Regions from separate parts of the Mus musculus genome. Here regions 1, 2, 3, 4, 6 and 7 are each linked to region 5. The links are chromatin contacts, called in public Hi-C and promoter capture Hi-C maps. All regions are on one chromosome and are shown on one strand. The core of a region is the stretch at or near the end of the contact, and the rest is flanking DNA. Distances in the headings are between cores, read along the strand shown.

Region 1 (2,782 bases), core at 147-2,646, 190 kb before region 5:
CCCTAGCAGTCCCTCCTCTCAACATACCCATTTGTCTCTTTATTTCTTTCTTTTTTTTTTTTTTTTTTTTTTTTTTTTAAAGATTTATTTATTATTATATGTAAATACACTGTAGCTGTCTTCAGACACACCAGAAGAGGGAGTCAGATCTTGTTAGGGATGGTTGTGAGCCACCATGTGGTTGCTGGGATTTGAACTCTGGACCTTCAGAAGAGCAGTCGGGTGCTCCTACCCACTGAGCCATCTCACCAGCCCCCGTCTCTTTATTTCTTGCAAGTCTAACCTGGACGGATCCCCAGACTGGCTTGAGCCTTTCCTTATCCTAGGCTAGGATTACCAAGGAACTCTAGGAGTGACACCTGGGAGAATCCTCTGCCCCAGTTGTTGCCAGCTCCTCCGCCATGCTCCGACAGGTAGATGTTCTCCGGGTTGTAGAGCTTAGCATAGGAGGAGTTGAGGATGGAATGGATCACCCGGGGCTCCAGGTCCAGCAGCACAGCCCGGGGGATGTAGTGCTCATCATCTGCCTGTCAGAGGTAAGCCAGGATGGGTCAAGTCCTGAAGCCTCCCAACTCTGGCTCCTGCAGGCCCTCCCTTAAGATAGCCACTCTGTTCCCATCCATCCACTCAGAGAGTTTCCCAGCACCAGATCGCGCTGCCAGTCCCTTCAGGTCCCCATGGTCCTGGTCAAGTCACTGGGGGGGAGGGGCGGGGGGCACCTGGTAGAAAAAGACATCCTTTCGGTCAGTGCCCTCGGTGGCGAACTCCTCTACGATGCCCTCGGGGCTGATTCCATGTTCAGCACACAGCTGTTTCCAGAACTCGAACCCAACTGGGGGAGGAGGAAGAGGCCCAAGTCTGCTACAGCTTTAAGGCCTGAGGAGCCCAGGCTCAGAGGCTATTACATTCCAGAAGGTGACCCAAGACACCTGGGTCTGGAAGTTGTCACAGCCCAGGGCTAAGGAGGCAGCTCTTGCCTGGATCATCATGCGCAATAGAAAAGGTGGATCATGGGAAGGACAAAGGGGATTGATGGGTACCAGGCACTTGAGTGCAGCCTGAGGGATTGAACCAGAGGGATAGAAGCGGGGCACCGTGGTCGCTTGCTCACTCTGGTTGCCGCACTGGCCCAGCTGCAGGGTGATGATCTCCCGGGGCATCGCCGATCAGACCTAGCTCGTCCGCCCCGGCCTGGCGGCGGGGGTCACGACTGAGAGGAACTCCTGCCAGCCGGAGGCGCAGGACATGGGGAACGCGCTGTCGACTGATGTTTTGACGCGGGCGCTGGGTCTGCGCGTGTGCAGTGTGGGCCTCTCCGCAGCCGGCGGGCGGCAGAGCCCATCCTGGGCATCATTTTCTCTCTTAGCAATTGCAGCTGGAATTCAGCACAGGCGCAGAGCGAGGCCACGCTTCCTGTCACTATGTGCGCTTGCGCACGGTAACATTTGGCCAGCCGAGGATCCCCAGGGGTGTGGGGGAGGGAAGGGAGAAGTGGCCAGGTGGATGCACCAAGTGTGGGAGTCACCTGCCTACACCTGCCGGATATGCTAAATTGAGGGGCTACATTTAAGCCAACTCTTTTCAAGTGAGCATGCAAGGGAAGTGCTACTATATGTGGGTGTACATGTATGTGTGTTTACATATATTCTTTTTTTTTTTTTCTTTTTGGTTTTTCAAGACAGGTTTCTCTGTGTAGCCTTGTCTGTCCTGGAACTCACTCTATAGACCAGACTGCCTCAAACTCATAGATCTGCCTACCTCAGCCTCCCGAGTGCTGGGATTAAAAGCGTTCAGCTATTTTCATATTCTTACACTATGAAAAATACAAAGTTTGTCAGCTGGGACCAGGTGTGGTGGCTCGTGCCTTTAATCCCCAGCACTTGGGAGACAGTGGGAGGCAGATCTCTGTGAGTTCTAGGTCATCCTGTTTAGTGAATATCAGGCCAGCTGGAGCTACATAGTGAGACCCTGGGTAATAAAATAAGTCATCTCAGGCTGGCAGGTGTCATAAAGGCCCTTACTGCCAAGCCTGACCACATCGGAGTTTGATTGCAGGGTCCTCATGGTGGAAATAAGGAATCAAGAACGAACTCCTGGATTATCCTTTGACCTCTCTATATGCGTACTCTTGGAGTATGCAAACCTGCAAGGAATAAATAAATAAATGTAATTAGAAAGTACGTCCAGACACTGGTTTAAGTTCGGGGACCCCAGTGGAGAAATCAGGGCAAGGACTGAAGGAGGCTGAAGGGATTTGCAGCCCCATAGGAAGAACAACAGTATCAACCAAACAGAACCCCCTCCCCCAAAGCTCCCAAGGACTAAATCACTAACCAAAGAGAACACATTGGGGGACCCATGGCATAGCTGGATATGTAGCAGAGGATGGCCTTGTTATACATCAATGGGAGGGGAGCCCCTTGGTCCTGTGGAGGCTCAATGGTCCAGGGTAGGGGAATGACAGAGTGCTGAGGCAGGAGTGGGTAGGTGGGTGGGGGAGCACCCTCATAGAGGCAGGGGGAAGAGGAAAGGGGATAGGGAGTTTGTGGAGGGGAAACTGGGAGGGGGGATAACATTTGAAATGTCAATAAAATAACCAATAAAAATGAAAATATAGGGGCTGGAGAGATGGCTCAGTGGTTAAGAGCACTGACTGCTCTTCTGAAGGTCCTGAGTTCAAATCCCAGCAACCACATGGTGGCTCACAACCATCCATAACAAGATCTGACACCCTCTTCTGGTGTGTCTGAAGACAGCTACAGTGTACTTAAGACATATAATG
Region 2 (2,700 bases), core at 66-2,565, 260 kb before region 5:
TGCCAGGTAGGAACTGAAGGGTTGCTGGGAGAACTTGGAGGCCAGGTCCACTTTGATATGTAAAATATGCACCTCAGTCCCTTTTCTGCAGACACCTGCCTCTGCCTCTGCCTCCAAAGTGCTGGGATTAAAGATGTGTGCCACCACTATACCTACCTCCAAAGTTTTTGATAAAAGGAAAAGAATAGTGGAGGCTGGAGAGATGGTACAGTGGATAAGAACAAAGGCGACTTTAAAAAGGACCAAGATTTGATCTTCAGCACCTACATGGTACCTCACTACGGTTAGCAACTCCAGTCCCAGGGGATCTGATGGCCTCTTTTGGCCTCCAAGTATGCCCACAAACACATGGTACAGATACATACACCCAGGCACACACACACACACACACACACACACACACACACACACTAAAACAAACAAATGCATCGTTAAAAAATAACTAAAAGTCCGGGGAGTGGTGGTGCATGCCTTTAATCCCAGCACTTGGGAGGCAGAGGCAGGCAGATTTCCGAGTTTGAGGCCAGCCTGGTCTACAAAATGAGTTCCAGGACAGCCAGTGCTACACAGAGAAACCCTGTCTCGAAAAAAACAAAAACAAAACGAAAACGAAAAACCACCCCCCCCAAAAAAACAAAAAACCAAAACCAAAAACCACCATAGCATGTATTAAAACACACATACGCAAATAAATAAATAATAAAATATTTTGAAAAAAAGAACCTGTTCGTTTCTGATGATGGATATTTCTTGCCTCTATAGTTACTATTCCCTTTTTGTAATATTAAGTATCTTGTGGAGAGGTTTAAAAAATATTCTCGAGGGCTGGAGAGATGGCTCAGCGGTTAAGAGCGCCGACTGCTTTTCTGAAGGTCGTGAGTTCAAATCCCAGCAACCACATGATGGCTCACAACCATCCGTAATGATATCTGATGCCCTCTTCTGGGGTGTCTGAAGACAGCTACAGTGTACTTACATATAATAAATAAATAAATAAATATTAAAACAATATTCTCAAGCCGGGCGTGGTGGCGCACACCTTTGATCCCAGCACTTGGGAGGCAGAGGCAGGCTGTCTTCCAAAATTTGACTTGTAAGTTGTCTAAACACGGTTGGCAATGGTGCGCTGCTGAATAAAGTCTTCAAGAAGAGATCTGTGGCTCCAGGATGACTTTTCTCTGACAGCGCCACCTAGGAAAGTGTCGGACTAGAGCTACATCACCTTAGCGAAAACACACACCTGCGAAGACCGCAGCCCAGGTGATCCACCCTCAGAGTGCGCACGCGCACGGAGGGGAGGCGCGGGGCGTGGCCGCGGCGCAGGGGCGTGGCCGTAGCGCGCAGGCGTCCTAGTGGCGGGTGGCTGCGTCTCAGGATGGAGGGTGAGTGAGTAAACAAGACGGGGCTGGGCGGTGGGGCCGGGCCTGGGCTTGGCGTGACGCTTGAACCTCAGGGCTGGGGAGGCGAAGAAATGAGGAAACTGAGGGCCACACCATTGCCTGACCCGGGGTAGCGCGAAGCCTGTCGTCCCGAGTGTGGTGGGACCCGGGGCGACAGCGCGTGCGAGCTGCGGGGGGCCGCGTGGCGGAGGGGGCGCGGCGGGGGCGGACCCGGCTGGTGGCCCGTGCCAACGTGGGTGGGCCTTGGCGTCTGCCAGGGGACCCTGACTCTTGTAAGCGGGAGGGCCAGAGGCCCGGGTGGCTCGGGCTCGCAGAGGCTTTGAGTGATGTTGAGGAAGGGGTGGCCAGGCCGAGATGCCCGCCAAGTGTGAGAGGTTCTTAAGACGCCCAAGTGTCAGGGTCGAGATTCCCGGGGTCGCGCGGCACCTCCTCAACATTTTGCTCCCGGACCTTGTCGCTGGTCTAACTCGCCTCACTTTAGTTCCGGGTTTGAGTGAGGATTTGTCTTCAAACTGTGACTGTCTCTCCCGTCCCCAGAATTCCCAGAAACGATATGTAAATGAACGCATCCCGAAGTAAAAGGGAAGGTGCTATATTTGGGACATAACTTGTCAGGAAGTAGATGTGAGACAAAGCTTTAAGAGAATTTTTTTTGGGGGCGTGTTTCGAGACAGGGTTTCTCTGTGTAGCCTGACTGTCCTGGAACTCACTCTGTAGACCAGGCTGGCCTCGAACTCAGAAATCCGCCTGCCTCTGACTCCCAGTGCTGGGATTAAAGGAGTGCACCACCACGCCTGGCGAGAATTGTTAAGATTTAGTTGTTTGGGTTTTTGTTGTTGTTGTTGTTGTTTGTTTGTTTGTTTTTAATGTGTGTGCACTCTATGTATGGATGGTTCCAGGGACATCGAATCCCTTGGTACTAGAGTTAAGGATGCTTACATACCACCATGTGGGAGCAGGGAACTGAGCCAGTCCTTGTTGTTTGCAAGAGCAACAAGTGTTCTTAACCGCTGAGCAGGCTTTTCACCATGTGGGACGAGCTTACTTTGGTCAAAGTGACCACTGAGATGATGTAGGTGGTGGGGCACAAGGAAGAGAATGGAAATAGATTAGATGGAGGTTAGTGTTGGAGGTGTGGGTAAACTGATTAGCCAAAGTATGGAACCTATGCCTTGGGAAACAGAGCCAAGGATCACAAAGAATTGGATATGTACAGGGAGGACATTGAAAATGTAGAGACTTTTGGGGTACATTTGCTACATGATATCTCAGAATAAGAAATCTTCAGCCCAATGAATAT
Region 3 (2,724 bases), core at 73-2,572, 170 kb after region 5:
TGTTAGCAAGGCTCCGTTCAGAAACAAGCCTGCCGAAGGAAGGCAATTAAAAAAAAAATCCCAGCTTCATATAATTAAGAGGGGGAAAAACTGACTAAATATGAGAACATCAAACACACCTCAATTAGTCCAGTCCTTTTCCTTTTCTTTCTGTTTTAATGATTTGGGAGATTTCGGAAAACATTAATAGGAAGTTTCTGCTGATTAAAAATCTCACTTAGAGGCTAGATCAGCGGTAGAGCATTCGTCCAGCTAAGCAGACTGGCTCCATACCACAAAAGAGAGAACAAAAGCCAACTTTCGTTTATTCGAGTACAACAGCGCATTCCTGTAATTCCAGCTACTCAGGAAGCTGAGGCAGGGGAATTACTTAAGCCTAGGAACTCGAGACAGTCCTAGGCAAATGGGCTTTCAGCCAGCAGATCTCCTGAGTAGTCTACTTATTGAATAAGCTTTGGGAAATTGGGGTTGATATTAAGGAAAACGTGGGTTTTAGGTAGGGTTTTGTTTTTTCCCCATAGAGAAATAGAGATATCACCGAAGAGTTTCCAGCTCTTCGTATTGAAGCTGTCATGAAGTCTCTGATTGTAGGCTATGGTTGAGTCCAAATTGAGAACCAGACTCCTGTGTTCTGTTCAAAGACTGGATCCTCTCAGCCGGGCAGTGGTGGCGCACGCCTTTAATCCCAGCACTTGGGAGGCAGAGGCAGGTGGATTTCTGAGTTCAAGGCCAGCCTGGTCTACAAAGTGAGTTCCAGGACAGCCAGGGTTATACAGAGAAACCCTGTCTTGAAAAAACAAACAAACAAAAAAAGACTAGATCCTTTCAACAGTGGGCTCCCAGTCAGAACAGAGGAGCAAGGCTGTGCCTGCAGCCCGTCTAGCCTTCCACTTCATACATATTTTCTTCAACCCATAGAGAATACACTTCTAAAAATTGGCTTTGTCCCTACCCTTTCCAGACACAGGTTGGGTGGTCTCTGGTAAGGTCGTCTCAGGGCTTTGGTGCGCGTCTGCCTAGCTGTTTGCCACCAGCCACTTGCTAACTTCAGGGATTTGTGGGTGGCTGTCTTTTAGCTGCCGCTGGCTCTCTTCCCTGGCTGTGGACCTGGTCAGCAGTAATTAGATATTATTTCAGCCTGACAGCTGTTTGGTTTGTCAGCGTGCTAAGTCACTTAAGTATTACCCAGCAGCAATTGTTGCCTAACTTAGTAGACAAAAATCTTTTAAGGACAAAAAGAAAGAAGATAAGGAGGAAGTGGACCCAACCCCTGTCACCAGCTGAACAGCTCAGGATGACACGAGGTCTGGGGACTGGCTTCTCGCCTTCACTGGAGGAGTCAGTGTTATTTCCAGGTCCCATATCTGCAGTGATGACAGACTATTCTCCTGGGTGTGAATACTTGTAGGCATCTTCTGTCCTGATGCCTCCCTTCCAGGGTCCCTTAGGAAGGGCAGTGACTGGGGGCCTGGAGCCAGTCAAGGTTGGAAAGAACATGCAGAACTATATACCCTGTCCCACATACCCTGGAGATACGAGTATAAACTGGAAGTTAGAAGACCCCTTATTCCCTTTATTCCTAGGAGGGGGTGGGTTAATATCAGAGTCAGTCAGTAAAGGGAAGGGAGGAAGGAGTATTTAGAGAAAGAAGTGTAAAGCTCAGCTAAAAGAATTGTAGAGTCAGGCATTGTAGACATTTAGCCAACTTATGTCGGGGTGTTTCTTAACCCGTGAATTATAGAAGAAATCACGTTCCAGACTCCCATGATGGCTCACACCTATAATCCCAGCACCCACAAAACAAATGTAGTATGTAAAGGCTGCATGTGTACAGGCTCCTATGCATGTATGTATACAGATTGTGTAATTTTTTTCCCCTAGGGACTCAATAGATCTTGATAATCCACAGGAGAACATTAAGGCCACCCAGCTCCTGGAGGGCCTGGTGCAGGAGCTGCAGAAGAAGGCGGAGCACCAGGTGGGGGAAGATGGGTTTTTGCTGAAGATCAAGCTGGGGCACTATGCCACACAGCTCCAGGTGGGTACAAACACTGGCCACACTTAGGCCCTGCCCTCTTGAGGACTTCTTCATTTAATTTTCTGTAGACACGTGTTCTGATCTTTAACCCGGCATCGTAGAAATGTGTGTTTCACGCACATGGTTTTGATTGGCTTTGTGGTTGCGGCTGTTACCTTCTTTGAGACAAGAGTCTCACCGTGGGGCTGGAGAGTTGGTTCTGTGGTTAAGAGCGCTTCCTGCTTGTCTTAGGGTTATTATTGCTGTGATGAAACACTATGACCAAAAGTGAATTGAGGAGAACACCGTTTATCTGGCTTACACTTCCACATCACAGTTCGTCATTGGTGGAAGTCGGGACAGGAACCCAAACAAAGCAGGAAGTTGGTGGCAGAAGCTGATACAGAGGCCATAGAGGAATGCTGCTTACTGGCTTGCTCCCCATTGCTTGCTCAGCCTGCTTTCTCATAGCTCCCAGAACCACCAGCCCAGGGGCGGCCCCACACACAATGGGCTGGGCCCTCCCACATCAATCACTAATTAACAAAATGCCCTATAGGCTTTCCTACAACCCAAACCTATCATAAGAAGGCATTTTTCTCCACTGAGGCGCCCTCTTCTGATGACTCTAATTTGTGTCAGGTTGATAGAAAACCAGCCAGCGTGCTGCTATTGTAGAGGACCTGGGTTCAGCTCTCAGCACCCAC
Region 4 (2,707 bases), core at 144-2,643, 190 kb after region 5:
TTCCTTCTACAGGTTTGCAAATGCATCCACAGATGCTGGGAGTGGCGCCACCTACATGGATCAGGCTCCTTCCCCAGTCGTGTGCCCTCAGGCTCACTACAACATGTACCCACCCAAGTAGGTCATGCTCTTGGGGGCATAAATGGGAGCAACTGGGGCCTTGGCGTCAGGCTGGGCTTCCTAAGGCCTGGAGTCAGGGCAAAGGAACCTGAAGGTTATCTGGAACTAACCTCACCCAGCCTAAGTCCAGGCACTGGCCTTCCACAGGGGGAGATTGCACCAGATATTTAAAGCATCAGTGGCCATGAGCAAATTGGCATCTGTTTGTCTTCTCTGAAAAATGGATATTTGCCACACTTTGTGTGTAAGGGCTGGGTGGAGTTTGGGAGTGGGCATCCAGAATAGACAGGACGGTCTGATGACCTAGCCAGCAAAGGCCTCTCTGATTTCTATCAGGAGATCTTTCTAGTGAGAGCCCAGCTCACTCAACTGATGGGTTGTGGGGTTTCAGATGACCTCTGATAACCTTTGCCCCTCCCCCTCATCATTTGTCCTTTCCTCTGAAGCCCGGACTCCGTCCTTGATACCGATGGGGACTTCGATCTGGAAGACACGATGGACGTGGCGCGGCGCGTGGAAGAGCTCTTAGGCCGGCCCATGGACAGTCAGTGGATCCCTCACGCACAGTCATGACCAGACCTCACCACCTGCAGCTTCATCGCCCTCGTGGAGGAACTTCCTGTGGATGTTTTAATTCCATGAATCGCTTCTCTTTGGAAACAATACTCGTAATGTGAAGTGTTAATACTAGTTGTGACTTTAGTGTCTCTGTGCATAGTGGCACTAGTGAAGGGAGTGCGCGTGAGTGTGAGTGCATTTGCACGTCGTGTTTTTTTCCCCGCCCCTGCTGTCCAGTCTAAGCCGCCACGCCAGGGCAGCGGCTGCGCTTTTTTTTACCATGTGCAAAAAGGCAGTTGGTTCCCTGAACCCTGGAACCTGGCCATGTGTCTTCAGGGTGGCTGACCCTTGACACGTGACTATCCAAGTAAGAAAAGGACAGAGGAAAAAGCACCCTCTCTCTGGGGAGCCTCGGTTCCTCTGCCAGGTAGTCCATAGTCCAAGCAAGCATTGTCATTGTCTCCGCCTGTCTTCTGAGATGTAGATGACTGTCTGATGATGAAAGCCAGTACCTCCCGTGTCCCCTGTCCCCTTTGCATAAGGGACGGAAAGGGGAGCTGAATCAAGGGTGATGGGGCAAGGGTGGTCACAGGTTTTTGGATGGGGAGTGGCTGTTTCCCGTTTCTGCCACTTCCGCCATCTTAACACTGGCTCCTTCCCTCTCTGCTTGCTCAGTCTCTATTTCTAGAACTGCCACTCAGCTTAAGTGCAAGTGTGTGTACTCAAGTGGAGATGTTTAACAAAATAGTGGAGAGGAAGCCAGGCCACCCAGCTCTGAGCGTACAGGTTCAGGTGATGCCCTGTGTTCCTTCTGTCAGGGCGGTGCGTTGTGCCCAAGTCCTGGCTCCAGACACTGGGCGTAGCCTGTCTGCGCCAGCCTCCCCAACTCTTGTCTGTGCTGTGGCCAGGCCGCGCCTGCGCTATCCAAGGCTTTTCTCCAAGCGTGTTGATAATGGCTTCCTGCAAACGTCCGGTGGTGTTTTTTGTTTCTAAATCAGGTCTTTTTTTATGTTTTTCCCATTTGCACCCTAATTTGACATCAAATTTCCCCCCTCCTGTATCAGGTCCTGGGTCCTCTGTACCCAGATCACTTCATCTCCCTTCAGTGTCACATAGTGCCCTGAGGATTAGGTGGTAGGAATGGGACCTGCACACGGGGCCAGCCTGCCAAGCAGGCAGCCAGCACTGTACAGTGCTGGGTGCCGGGTGGCCGTTGGGGATTGGGGAAATGCAGTCAGTCAGCGGGTTTCCTAGGAAGCTTGGAAAACTAAAAGCAAAGTGAAAGCCTCAGGGTGATTTGTTCCACAGTCTCCTCTGTAGTGTCTCCAGAAGGAAGGAAGGGGCTGCAGTGGGCCGTCAGGGAGAGGGGCAAGCAGAGAGCGGTTACCACTCAGGCTTGCTGAGAGCCCTCCTTGGCTTCCTCTCCCAAACAAGGGCAGAACCGTGCCCAGGAGAGGAGCCCCCAAAACCTTATTTTTATACATGCAAGTAAATAAACATATTTTTTTTACAAAAATAACTTCTGAATTTATCAGTGTTTTACTGTTAAAAGAAAATACTCCTGTGTAGTAAATTATTTATTGGGAGATGAGTTTTTAAAAGCTGCTGTTTGCCTTGCCTTGGTTTTGTACACTGATTTTTCTATGCCTGGCGGTAGCCTCTCTGCCTCAGGTGCTGGCCGGATGGAGGAGGTGTGAGGCCCCTCCCTGGCCCCTCAGAAGAAAGCTGGAACTGCCAGGGGAGTCCAGGCTTAAGGGACTCGTCCCCACCTGTCATGCGACTGTCCCAGTAACCCTCACGAGGGTGTGGACTCGACAAATATCTAGATATATGGTGGACATGGCCCCAAGTCATGGGGAGAGTAGAGCAGCCTGGGCCCCCCCACCCCCAAGGTTCTAAGCTGACTTTCAAGTTAGGTTGGAGAAAAGGGTGCCAAAGAAGCGAGACTTCCACATAGTTTTTAAGCTACCCTGGATTTACTGAGGGTGTACCTGGACATGGGAGAGGTTTTTAACTGGAAAGTGTGTCC
Region 5 (2,726 bases), core at 209-2,708:
GCTGGCCTCGAACTCAGAGATCTGCCTGCCTCTGCTTCCCAATGGCTGGGACTAAAGGCGTGCGTCGCCACTCTCGCCTGAGGGTCTCTCTTCTTTAACCTCAAGTGAGAAAACCAATTGGTGTGTTGGGGGATTGCTGTTTTATTCAGAGGTCCCTAAAGTTCTATACCCTATATGGCAATCTGCTCCACACGTTGGTGAATTGATTGATTAGATCGACGACCCTCGAGTCTCCACAGAGCAGCGTTTAACTTAAGGAGGGTGGGCACCAGACTAGAAGTGACCTTTTGCCGAGAACCCATCCAGGCGGGGAACCCCAAGCCTGGTTTCCTAATCAGGGAAAAGGTTTTCAGTATCTCTGTGGGAAAGGGAATTGGGGTGGCTCCAGGGATTGCTGAGGGCCTGTGTCTAGAGACACAGGGCAGCCTGTGTCTCTAGACGTCTGTGCTAAGGACTTTTCTGCGCCTGCTCAGAACTGCCAGCTCCTTGGTGTTCAGCACCATGAAGAAAACTGTTCGCTTCCCCATTCGGTAGTACCGCTATAGTTGCCCCAATTCCTGCCCCAGGGAAAGGTACTGAGTACCGGTGGAGTTCAGAGACCTGGAGCTAAGAACAGATGGCAACAGTAACCTGGAGTGAACCCTGGAGAGCCACCTGCCTCCTCTTGGCCTTCTTTTCTCTGCTAGGTAAAGAGATGGGGTTCCGTGATCTCCCTGAATGCTCACCTAATATCCGAGAACCCAAGGGAAGAACGAGTCCGACGCTCACATTCTTAGAATTAGCTAGATATCTGCTGGAGGGGGCCCTGGGAGAAGTGACCAAAAGCTTTTACTTTATAATTTACTTCTCGCCTTAATCATGCCCTGTCCTTACAATTCTAAGAGAAACCTAGAGGCCCTTTCTAGGCCGTCACCCTTTCTGTCATTTCATCTCTTCCCTCTCTCTCACTAACAACCCCACAAGATTTGGGGGACAGTGGTAACTCAGTGTATAGATAGACGATGGGGGCAGACCCCCAAATCTTTGAAAAAGATTGTATAGGGCAAGGATCCTCCAAGGACATGAGGCATAGACACAAACTACTCGTTTACACCCAATTCACGCGCCATTTGGACCTCAGCTTGATCTTAAAAGGCTGGAGTGGGTTTGTGGGTGAGGAAAGAGAAAGAGTAGAGCACACTCCGAAGACCTAATTCCTTTCCGCAGCTCACATTCCTCTGCCCCAGTCCCGCTGCCGCAGCCTCCACTGCCAAGGGGGGCCCTAGACTCCCGCTCCAACTATTCCAACCATCCTGAACAGGGTGGGGCGCCCAGCTCTTGGGTTCCCCTCTGCTGCCCCTCCGGGGTTGGTCTCCCCTCCTGCCCCGGTTCCTCCCTTTCTGGGGTGGGGCCAGCCAATGGCCGACGGGACTCCGGGTTTGGTCTAGGAGCCGGGCAACTCGCAGATTCCCCGCCCCACAGTTCTGGCTAGAGTCCCGGTGCGCACGGACGTGGCTCGAGTTTCCTCCGCTCTGGGCTCCTGCTCGCTGTCCAGTCTCTCGCTCCTCCTTCTCTCCCGGTCTCCCGCTCCAGTTCCACCCGGTCGGCCCCGCACGGCTCCGGGAAGCCATGGAGGATGTCACGCTCCATATCGTTGAGCGGCCGTATTCCGGATTTCCCGATGCTTCCTCAGAGGGCCCGGAGCCCACCCAAGGGGAGGCGCGGGCCACGGAGGAGCCGTCGGGGACCGGCTCCGACGAGCTGATCAAGTCGGACCAGGTGAACGGTGTGCTGGTGCTGAGCCTTCTGGATAAAATCATCGGCGCCGTTGACCAGATCCAGCTGACCCAAGCCCAGCTGGAGGAGCGACAGGCGGAGATGGAGGGCGCTGTGCAGAGCATCCAGGGAGAGCTGAGCAAGCTGGGCAAGGCGCACGCCACCACGAGCAACACCGTGAGCAAGTTGCTGGAGAAGGTGCGCAAGGTCAGCGTCAACGTGAAGACCGTGCGCGGCAGCCTGGAGCGCCAGGCCGGCCAGATAAAGAAACTGGAGGTCAACGAGGCGGAGCTGCTGAGGCGCCGCAACTTCAAAGTCATGATCTACCAGGTGAGCCCGCGGGGCGGACCGCGCCCAGAGCTGGGGTCCCGGCCTGGGATCCGGGTGGGGACACCCGGCCGAGGCTCGTCTCTCCGCCAGCCCGGCCTGGTGAGAGCGGTCAGGAGCTCCTCCCCCCTTCCTGTGAACCCAGTTGGAGTGGGGTTTAGGGAGTGGCAAACTCTTGGGGCTCACAGAGGGGCGCACCCTGCGCCTTCCTCTCCAGGCTCCTCCCCACGGTCTCTAACTCCTATCGGAAAAGTTAGCGGGCTAGACTTGGGAACGCTGAATGCTCCCAGCTTGTCTCTGTCAAACGCCTTTCCACTTGGAGGAAGTTTTTTTTTTGGTGGGGCGGAGAGAGGGAAAAGGGAGGGAATGCCCGAGGTCTCTGGTGGTCTCTGTATGCCCCTCTGTAAGCAGACACTAAAGGTGGGGCCCGGGACCTGGGGCCTCCGGCGCTGCGGGCCCGATATAGCGGGTGATTCAGGGCTCAGGCACGCAGTGGCGGGGGCGCCATGCAAGGGACACGATCGTCAGCCCCCCACACCCTATCCCCGCGCCCCCGCACCAACCTCGGCTACCCACGCATGTCCCTAGGCCGCGATCTGCCCCTGGCCTCCAGGCACTTTCAGTTCCCAAGGGTCTTGCAGTGC
Region 6 (2,700 bases), core at 136-2,635, 220 kb before region 5:
TCTGTTGGGAATTAGTTCATAGTGTGTGTGTCTCTGTGTTAGCACACGCGTGCATGTGTGTGTGGCCAGAGGTTAACCTTGGGTGTCATTCGTGAGGAACCACCTACCTTGTTTTTCTAGATGGGATCTTTCACTGCAGCTAAGGGCTTGCTCATTAGCTAGGTTGTGTGGTGAGTGAGCGCCAGGAATCCATCCGTCTGCACTTTCCCTGCACTGGGGTTCTAAGCACATAGGTGGTTCCATGCCTGACATTTGTATATAGGTTCTGTGGATCAAAATTAGTTTCTCATGTTTACACGGTGAGTGCTTTAACAACTGAGCCATGTCCTGAGCCCTAACGGAGGCACTTCCTTGTCTTGAGGGAAAAGCCAGATGTTCAGGGGAAGGAACCTTCTGCCTGTTGTGCCAAGAGTCCTTGGACATGTCACATTCAGTTCTCTGCTCTCCCCGAGTCCGACCTGCATGAGTGCCCGCTTCCTAACCATCCCAATCTCCCCACTCAGGCCAGAATCGCTTTCCTGGTTGTCGCTGTAAGACTCAGTGCAATACCAAGCAATGTCCATGCTACTTGGCAGTTCGTGAGTGTGACCCTGACTTGTGCCTCACCTGTGGGGCCTCAGAGCACTGGGACTGTAAGGTGGTGTCTTGCAAAAACTGCAGCATCCAGCGTGGCCTCAAAAAGGTGAGGTCTTTTCTTGGGTCAAGATGACAGTGGGAAGGAGGAAATGTTACCAGGTGTCATTGTTCCTTTGGCTCCTCAGAGGGGTTGTATGTAAAAGTGCTTGACAGATCTTGTCAGTGGTCAAAGTAATCTAATTTTCCATTCTACCAAAAGGAGCAGAGGGGTATAGACCATTCTATTCCCCTGTGGTGTTGGGTTGAAGTCCAAGTCTCTGCACATGAGAGGCAAGCACTTTCCCTCTGGGCTCCACAGCCCCAGAGTTGCCCCTTCTACTGCCTACATTATGATGTATGCCCAGACTCAGCCCCGGAGGTCCACAAGGAAGAGGAAGAAAATATCCTGTTTCCTTTACCATTTCCAGTTTTTGTTCTTACCCCTCAAGAGTGAAATGGTTTGGACCTCTTCTGTTTTCAGGTTCCCCTGACAGTTGGTAGTTCTTTCCACCTGCCCCCGTCCCACACGTGCACATGAAGCACTCACACCCACTCACACCCGCCCACCCGCCCGCCATCTAAGGCTTGCCTCCCTCTCCCCCAGCACCTGCTGCTGGCCCCTTCCGATGTGGCCGGATGGGGCACCTTCATCAAGGAGTCTGTGCAGAAGAATGAATTCATTTCTGAATATTGTGGTGAGGTGAGTGTTCCAGGTTCAGCCCGTGTTCTTACTGGGAAGATACTGACAAGAAGCTCTCTGACTTTCTGTGGGTTAGGCTTCTGTGAATTCATCTCTAAATAACTCAGCCCAGTTTTCATGTGGCCTCTCAGGGGATCCCACAGAACTGTTTGCAATCCTGAAACAAACCACTGTTTGTCAAGTGTTGGTATCTTGCTCTCTCTAGCCTTCACCCTGGTCAGCTTTGGTGGAGAGGGCTAGCAGAGTCTTGCTCTCCTGCACTGCCCCTTCCCAGGTAGGACAGTGTCAGACCTCGAGCAGGCGAGACATCCACTTCTTCCTTGTTTACTCCTCCAGCTCATCTCTCAGGATGAGGCTGATCGTCGAGGGAAGGTCTATGATAAATACATGTCCAGCTTCCTCTTCAACCTCAACAATGGTATGGCATGGCCTTCTGTACCTAGGTGATCATGTGCAAGTCTTCACACTAAGCAGCCTTGGCTATGATCCAGGTTCCAATCAGCACTGACTCGACCGACTCTTAAAGCAGAGTGCTAAGCTGAGCTGGGAAGCCTCCTGGGCTCTGCTTCATTTCTGAGCTGTGTTAGGAATGGGAACATGGGCACTTGCACTTGAGAAGGTACCCTAACCAATAGGTGGGAGGAGATCCAAAATTCAGAGGGAGGACTCCAGGGGATGCTGTCTCATGAGGAGGCAGGCTGCACTTTCACATATTCTGTTACTATTCTGGGCTTCACGTTCCCATTAGATTAAATTGTTTCTGTTACCTCTTAACTGATCCTAAAGTAGAGCTACAGAATGGGGGATTGAAGCTAGGCACATTTCTGATGCCTATAACCCCAGCATTTGACAGGCTAGAACAAGAGAGCTACCACATATTTGAGGCCAGTCTGAGCTACAGGAGATCCTGTCTTCAACAAACAAAAATGGGCACAGTGGTACAGTCCTGAAGTCATAGCACTGGGCATGAGGGTTACAGTAAGTTCTGGGCCATCCTGGACCACAGAGCTAGACCTTGAACCCCCCCAAAGTATAGTTTCCTGGGACACTCATGATTTTCTTTGATTTATGTCATGTAGATTTTGTAGTGGATGCTACCCGGAAAGGAAACAAAATTCGCTTTGCAAACCATTCAGTGAACCCCAACTGTTATGCCAAAGGTGAGTGAGTCTTGAGGAGCCTAGGAAGTGGGAGGGTTGAATGAACTGCTCGTGGCTGTGATTCTTACCTGTCACTCAGCTGCTTTCATGGCTGAGTTACTGTTTTCCAAGGAGACTCTTGATGACTATCTGCCATCATTTTAGGCCTCTCCTTTCATACTCGGCCTTTTCCACTGACTACATTAAAAATGCCTTCCCACAACCATGATTTAAAGGCCACCATTT
Region 7 (2,700 bases), core at 139-2,638, 210 kb after region 5:
GTTTCCAGTGCCTACCTGGTGGCTCACAACTCTCTATAACTCCAGTTCCAGGGGTTCCAAAACCCTCCTTTGGTAGTCACAGGCACCAGGCACATGTGCAGTATAGATCCCTCCACACTGGTAAGCACTCATACATATAAATCTAAAAATAAGAAAATTTAAGAAAATAGGTGGGCTGGGCGTGGTGGCGCATGCCTTTAATCCCAGCACTTGGGAGGCAGAGGCAGGTGGATTTCTGAGTTCGAGGCCAGCCTGGTCTACAGAGTGAGTTCCAGGACAGCCAGGGCTACACAGAGAAACCCTGTCTCGAAAAATCAAAAAAAAAAAAAGAAAAGAAAAGAAAATAGGTAGACACACAACTGTCCCTGCACCCATGCAGGACTGATCTACATCAAGGGCTTCTTTCTTCCTTTCTTTCTTTCTTTCTTTCTTTCTTTCTTTCTTTCTTTCTTTCTTTCTTTTTTTCTTTTGGGTTTTTTTTTTTGGGGGGGCAGGGTTTCTCTGTGTAGCTCTGGCTGTCCTGGAACTCACTCTGTAGACCAGGCTGGCCTCAAACTCAGAAATCCACCTGCCTCTGCCTCCCAAGTGCTGGGATTAAAGGCGTGCACCACCACTGCCCGGCTTTATCAAGGGCTTCTTAAAAGGACCCTGAAGGTGAACCCTGGCCTGGAAGTGGCTTGAGTCCTTGACCACCCACACCCTGTTCCATGGTGGCTCAATCCTGGAGATGGCAGAGTAAGACTACCCTCTTCTCTACTGGCCCAGGAGATGTCTACCCTTCATCAGCTTCTGAACTCCAGGCTTGGCTGCTCTCTCACCCGTGGCCCACAGTAAGTCTCCAGGACTTTCCATGGAGGAGTTTGGTGAAAGGGACAGAAGAAAAGGAGAGCTGGGGGGTGGGGTAGGGGTTGGGGAGTAGGGTGTCAAAAGCTGTTTCCATGGAGGAAAAGGCCCTGGAACCTGATGGACCACAGAGTCAGTGGGGGTGAGAGGGTATGCCACCCAGGTACCCTCCCTACCTTCAACATACCATAGACAGTAATTCTCAGACTGCCATTTCTGCCCCTAATTAGCAACTGTCCCCCCCCCCATTGTCTCCTTCCAGTGTCCCAGCCAAGGCCTCTTTTGTGAACTTAGATTCCTGGGTGCAAGGTAACCTCATTAGTACTCGGAAACTGCCCTATCTCCAAGGAACAGGCAGACAGACAAGCTGGGGACCAGGGACAGGGCGGCCATTCTTTGGGTCCAACCTGGAAACGGTTCCCCTGCAAGATGCTAATCTTAGACATGCCTTTGTCTGGTTTAAGGTGGACACACATACTCATGTCTCCCCCGCACACACACCTCAGAGCATTATAAACCCCTGGCCCCTGGAAGCGAGCCACTGAAGACGACGGCCTCAGACTTCTTGGGTATTTGGACCACTGCACTGAAGAGATCATCTCTCCAGATTACTTTCCCCTGAGCTCCAGGCACCATGAACTTTCCTTCTACAAAGGTAAAGAGCCAGAAACAGGGACATAAATCATCAGACTACTGAGGCCATGATAGTGCTTGCCGAGGACTGGGCTCATATGCTCTTTCTAGCGTGTAGCACTGAGAGAGGAGTATGGGTGGGTTCTTGGCAACCTGCCTCCTTGGTTAACACTGGGTACGCCATTGTGTGGGAGCTCACGTTTAATGAGTTCTTGTATTTCCGATGTTCTCTGTGCTTGTCAGTTATGTCTTGCACTCAACAGGGTAGTAGGGATGATTTTATGCCTGGTTTGTAGGTGAGGAAGGGCTATCCCAAGGGGGTGAGAAACTAGATCAAAGCCACAATGTACAGTTTCCCCAGCAAAGGAACAAACCTGCTGTGTGTGGAGGGAAGGGCTAGTAAGTTTGGTGCAGACAGACTTAGAAGCACCTGTCTGTGGGTGGAGAGTCAAGCCTTTAAATATGTTTGCACAGGACAAACTTCTTCTACCCCAGAGAAGCCTATGAAGGTTTCGAAGACGATAAGGCTCAGTTGTGTATTGAAGGATGAATTGACAAAGGAGCCAGCCGCAGGAAACCCAATGACAGCCTAGCAGGATCTATGGCAACAAGAGGTTCAGAGCCAACTGGCTGTGTGGAGTGAAACCCATTTGCACCTTGTCTCTGTCCCCCTTTAGGTTCCCTGGGCCGCCGTGACGCTGCTGCTGCTGCTACTGCTGCCGCCGGCGCTGCTGTCGCTTGGGGTGGACGCACAGCCTCTGCCCGACTGCTGTCGCCAGAAGACGTGTTCCTGCCGTCTCTACGAACTGTTGCACGGAGCTGGCAACCACGCTGCGGGTATCCTGACTCTGGGAAAGCGGCGGCCTGGACCTCCAGGCCTCCAGGGACGGCTGCAGCGCCTCCTTCAGGCCAACGGTAACCACGCAGCTGGCATCCTGACCATGGGCCGCCGCGCAGGCGCAGAGCTAGAGCCACATCCCTGCTCTGGTCGCGGCTGTCCGACCGTAACTACCACCGCTTTAGCACCCCGGGGAGGGTCCGGAGTCTGAACCCATCTTCTATCCTTGTCCTGATCCAAACTTCCCCCTCTGCTCGCCGCTGTCAGTCTCTTGGTAAATGGCAATAAAGACGATTCTCTGTTGGTGTGACTAATCTATGTTTCTGTGTGTCAAGTTCAGGCCTCCAGGGGGCGGGAAAGCATCTTGAGAATTGTGACGAGTCTAG

The links. Promoter capture Hi-C pulls out the DNA fragments that hold promoters and counts their contacts. Hi-C and Micro-C count contacts between places; a contact is called where the count stands out from the background.
Region 1: a contact with region 5 is called in a promoter capture Hi-C map of liver. The contact joins the promoter of Tubg2 here to the promoter of Cavin1 in region 5. A contact is called at or near these places in 16 of 39 promoter capture datasets (the C10 cell line, the HPC-7 cell line, cranial neural crest and 10 more), 1 of 484 Hi-C or Micro-C datasets (conventional dendritic cells), 6 of 115 datasets of contacts at active chromatin or transcription factors (bone marrow-derived macrophages, embryonic stem cells, epiblast stem cells and 1 more) and 3 of 9 other capture datasets (adipose tissue, liver and pancreatic islet).
Region 2: a contact with region 5 is called in a promoter capture Hi-C map of liver. The contact joins the promoter of Ezh1 here to the promoter of Cavin1 in region 5. A contact is called at or near these places in 16 of 39 promoter capture datasets (the 3T3-L1 cell line, 3T3-L1-derived adipocytes, the HPC-7 cell line and 10 more) and 3 of 9 other capture datasets (embryonic stem cells, liver and pancreatic islet).
Region 3: a contact with region 5 is called in a Hi-C map of bone marrow-derived macrophages, with 48 read pairs. The contact joins the enhancer-like site here to the promoter of Cavin1 in region 5. A contact is called at or near these places in 10 of 39 promoter capture datasets (the C10 cell line, cranial neural crest, embryonic stem cells and 4 more), 1 of 15 datasets of contacts at CTCF or cohesin (large pre-B cells), 9 of 484 Hi-C or Micro-C datasets (CD4 T cells, CD8 T cells, Th1 cells and 4 more), 17 of 115 datasets of contacts at active chromatin or transcription factors (CD8 T cells, astrocytes, bone marrow-derived macrophages and 11 more) and 3 of 9 other capture datasets (embryonic stem cells, macrophages and pancreatic islet).
Region 4: a promoter capture Hi-C map of liver shows a contact between it and region 5. The contact joins the enhancer-like site here to the promoter of Cavin1 in region 5. A contact is called at or near these places in 15 of 39 promoter capture datasets (the C10 cell line, the HPC-7 cell line, cranial neural crest and 8 more), 4 of 15 datasets of contacts at CTCF or cohesin (CD8 T cells, embryonic stem cells, large pre-B cells and 1 more), 32 of 484 Hi-C or Micro-C datasets (3T3-L1-derived adipocytes, the 63-12 cell line, B cells and 20 more), 23 of 115 datasets of contacts at active chromatin or transcription factors (the 230-238 cell line, the SCID.adh cell line, astrocytes and 14 more) and 5 of 9 other capture datasets (adipose tissue, embryonic stem cells, liver and 2 more).
Region 6: a contact with region 5 is called in a Hi-C map of Th2 cells, with 2.6 times the contacts expected there. The contact joins the enhancer-like site here to the promoter of Cavin1 in region 5. A contact is called at or near these places in 13 of 39 promoter capture datasets (the 3T3-L1 cell line, the C10 cell line, the HPC-7 cell line and 6 more), 4 of 15 datasets of contacts at CTCF or cohesin (the G1E-ER4 cell line, embryonic stem cells, large pre-B cells and 1 more), 112 of 484 Hi-C or Micro-C datasets (the 63-12 cell line, the AML12 cell line, B cells and 66 more), 15 of 115 datasets of contacts at active chromatin or transcription factors (bone marrow-derived dendritic cells, bone marrow-derived macrophages, cardiomyocytes and 6 more) and 3 of 9 other capture datasets (adipose tissue, liver and pancreatic islet).
Region 7: a contact with region 5 is called in a promoter capture Hi-C map of liver. The contact joins the promoter of Hcrt here to the promoter of Cavin1 in region 5. A contact is called at or near these places in 25 of 39 promoter capture datasets (the 3T3-L1 cell line, the C10 cell line, the HPC-7 cell line and 15 more), 6 of 15 datasets of contacts at CTCF or cohesin (CD8 T cells, embryonic stem cells, large pre-B cells and 2 more), 64 of 484 Hi-C or Micro-C datasets (the 63-12 cell line, B cells, CD8 T cells and 45 more), 27 of 115 datasets of contacts at active chromatin or transcription factors (the 230-238 cell line, the SCID.adh cell line, astrocytes and 17 more) and 5 of 9 other capture datasets (adipose tissue, embryonic stem cells, liver and 2 more).

Annotation. Positions count from the first base shown.
Region 1 is chr11:101,154,498-101,157,279 of GRCm38.p6, reverse strand. It overlaps Tubg2 (tubulin, gamma 2), which reads right to left and starts at 1,396. Exons shown (of 11, transcript NM_134028.2): 1 at 1,112-1,396; 2 at 720-832; 3 at 360-527. The coding sequence starts at 1,160.
Region 2 is chr11:101,225,078-101,227,777 of GRCm38.p6, reverse strand. Ezh1 (enhancer of zeste 1 polycomb repressive complex 2 subunit) reads left to right here and starts at 1,315. Exons shown (of 21, transcript NM_007970.3): 1 at 1,315-1,382.
Region 3 is chr11:100,804,184-100,806,907 of GRCm38.p6, reverse strand. Stat5b (signal transducer and activator of transcription 5B) reads left to right here. Exons shown (of 19, transcript NM_001113563.2): 3 at 1,882-2,038. Among named protein-coding and RNA genes, the nearest start is that of Ghdc, 35 kb to the right of the region's middle. Within about 2 kb of position 1,322, at least 64 of the 459 cell types and tissues checked have an H3K27ac peak or open chromatin away from gene starts, as enhancers often do. A contact at or near this core is called in CD8 T cells, Th1 cells, astrocytes and 2 more, where this site is marked.
Region 4 is chr11:100,781,082-100,783,788 of GRCm38.p6, reverse strand. Stat5b (signal transducer and activator of transcription 5B) reads left to right here. Exons shown (of 19, transcript NM_001113563.2): 18 at 13-117; 19 at 567-2,707. The coding sequence ends at 693. Among named protein-coding and RNA genes, the nearest start is that of Ghdc, 11 kb to the right of the region's middle. Within about 2 kb of position 1,393, at least 24 of the 459 cell types and tissues checked have an H3K27ac peak or open chromatin away from gene starts, as enhancers often do. A contact at or near this core is called in embryonic stem cells, kidney and liver, where this site is marked.
Region 5 is chr11:100,969,349-100,972,074 of GRCm38.p6, reverse strand. It overlaps Cavin1 (caveolae associated 1), which reads left to right and starts at 1,458. Exons shown (of 2, transcript NM_008986.2): 1 at 1,458-2,085. The coding sequence starts at 1,609.
Region 6 is chr11:101,193,501-101,196,200 of GRCm38.p6, reverse strand. It overlaps Ezh1 (enhancer of zeste 1 polycomb repressive complex 2 subunit), which reads left to right. Exons shown (of 21, transcript NM_007970.3): 16 at 504-682; 17 at 1,220-1,315; 18 at 1,652-1,733; 19 at 2,395-2,475. Among named protein-coding and RNA genes, the nearest start is that of Cntnap1, 19 kb to the right of the region's middle. Within about 2 kb of position 1,385, at least 9 of the 459 cell types and tissues checked have an H3K27ac peak or open chromatin away from gene starts, as enhancers often do. A contact at or near this core is called in CD8 T cells, the P5424 cell line, Th2 cells and 1 more, where this site is marked.
Region 7 is chr11:100,761,619-100,764,318 of GRCm38.p6, reverse strand. It overlaps Hcrt (hypocretin), which reads left to right and starts at 1,388. Exons shown (of 2, transcript NM_010410.2): 1 at 1,388-1,498; 2 at 2,154-2,626. The coding sequence starts at 1,478. The coding sequence ends at 2,525.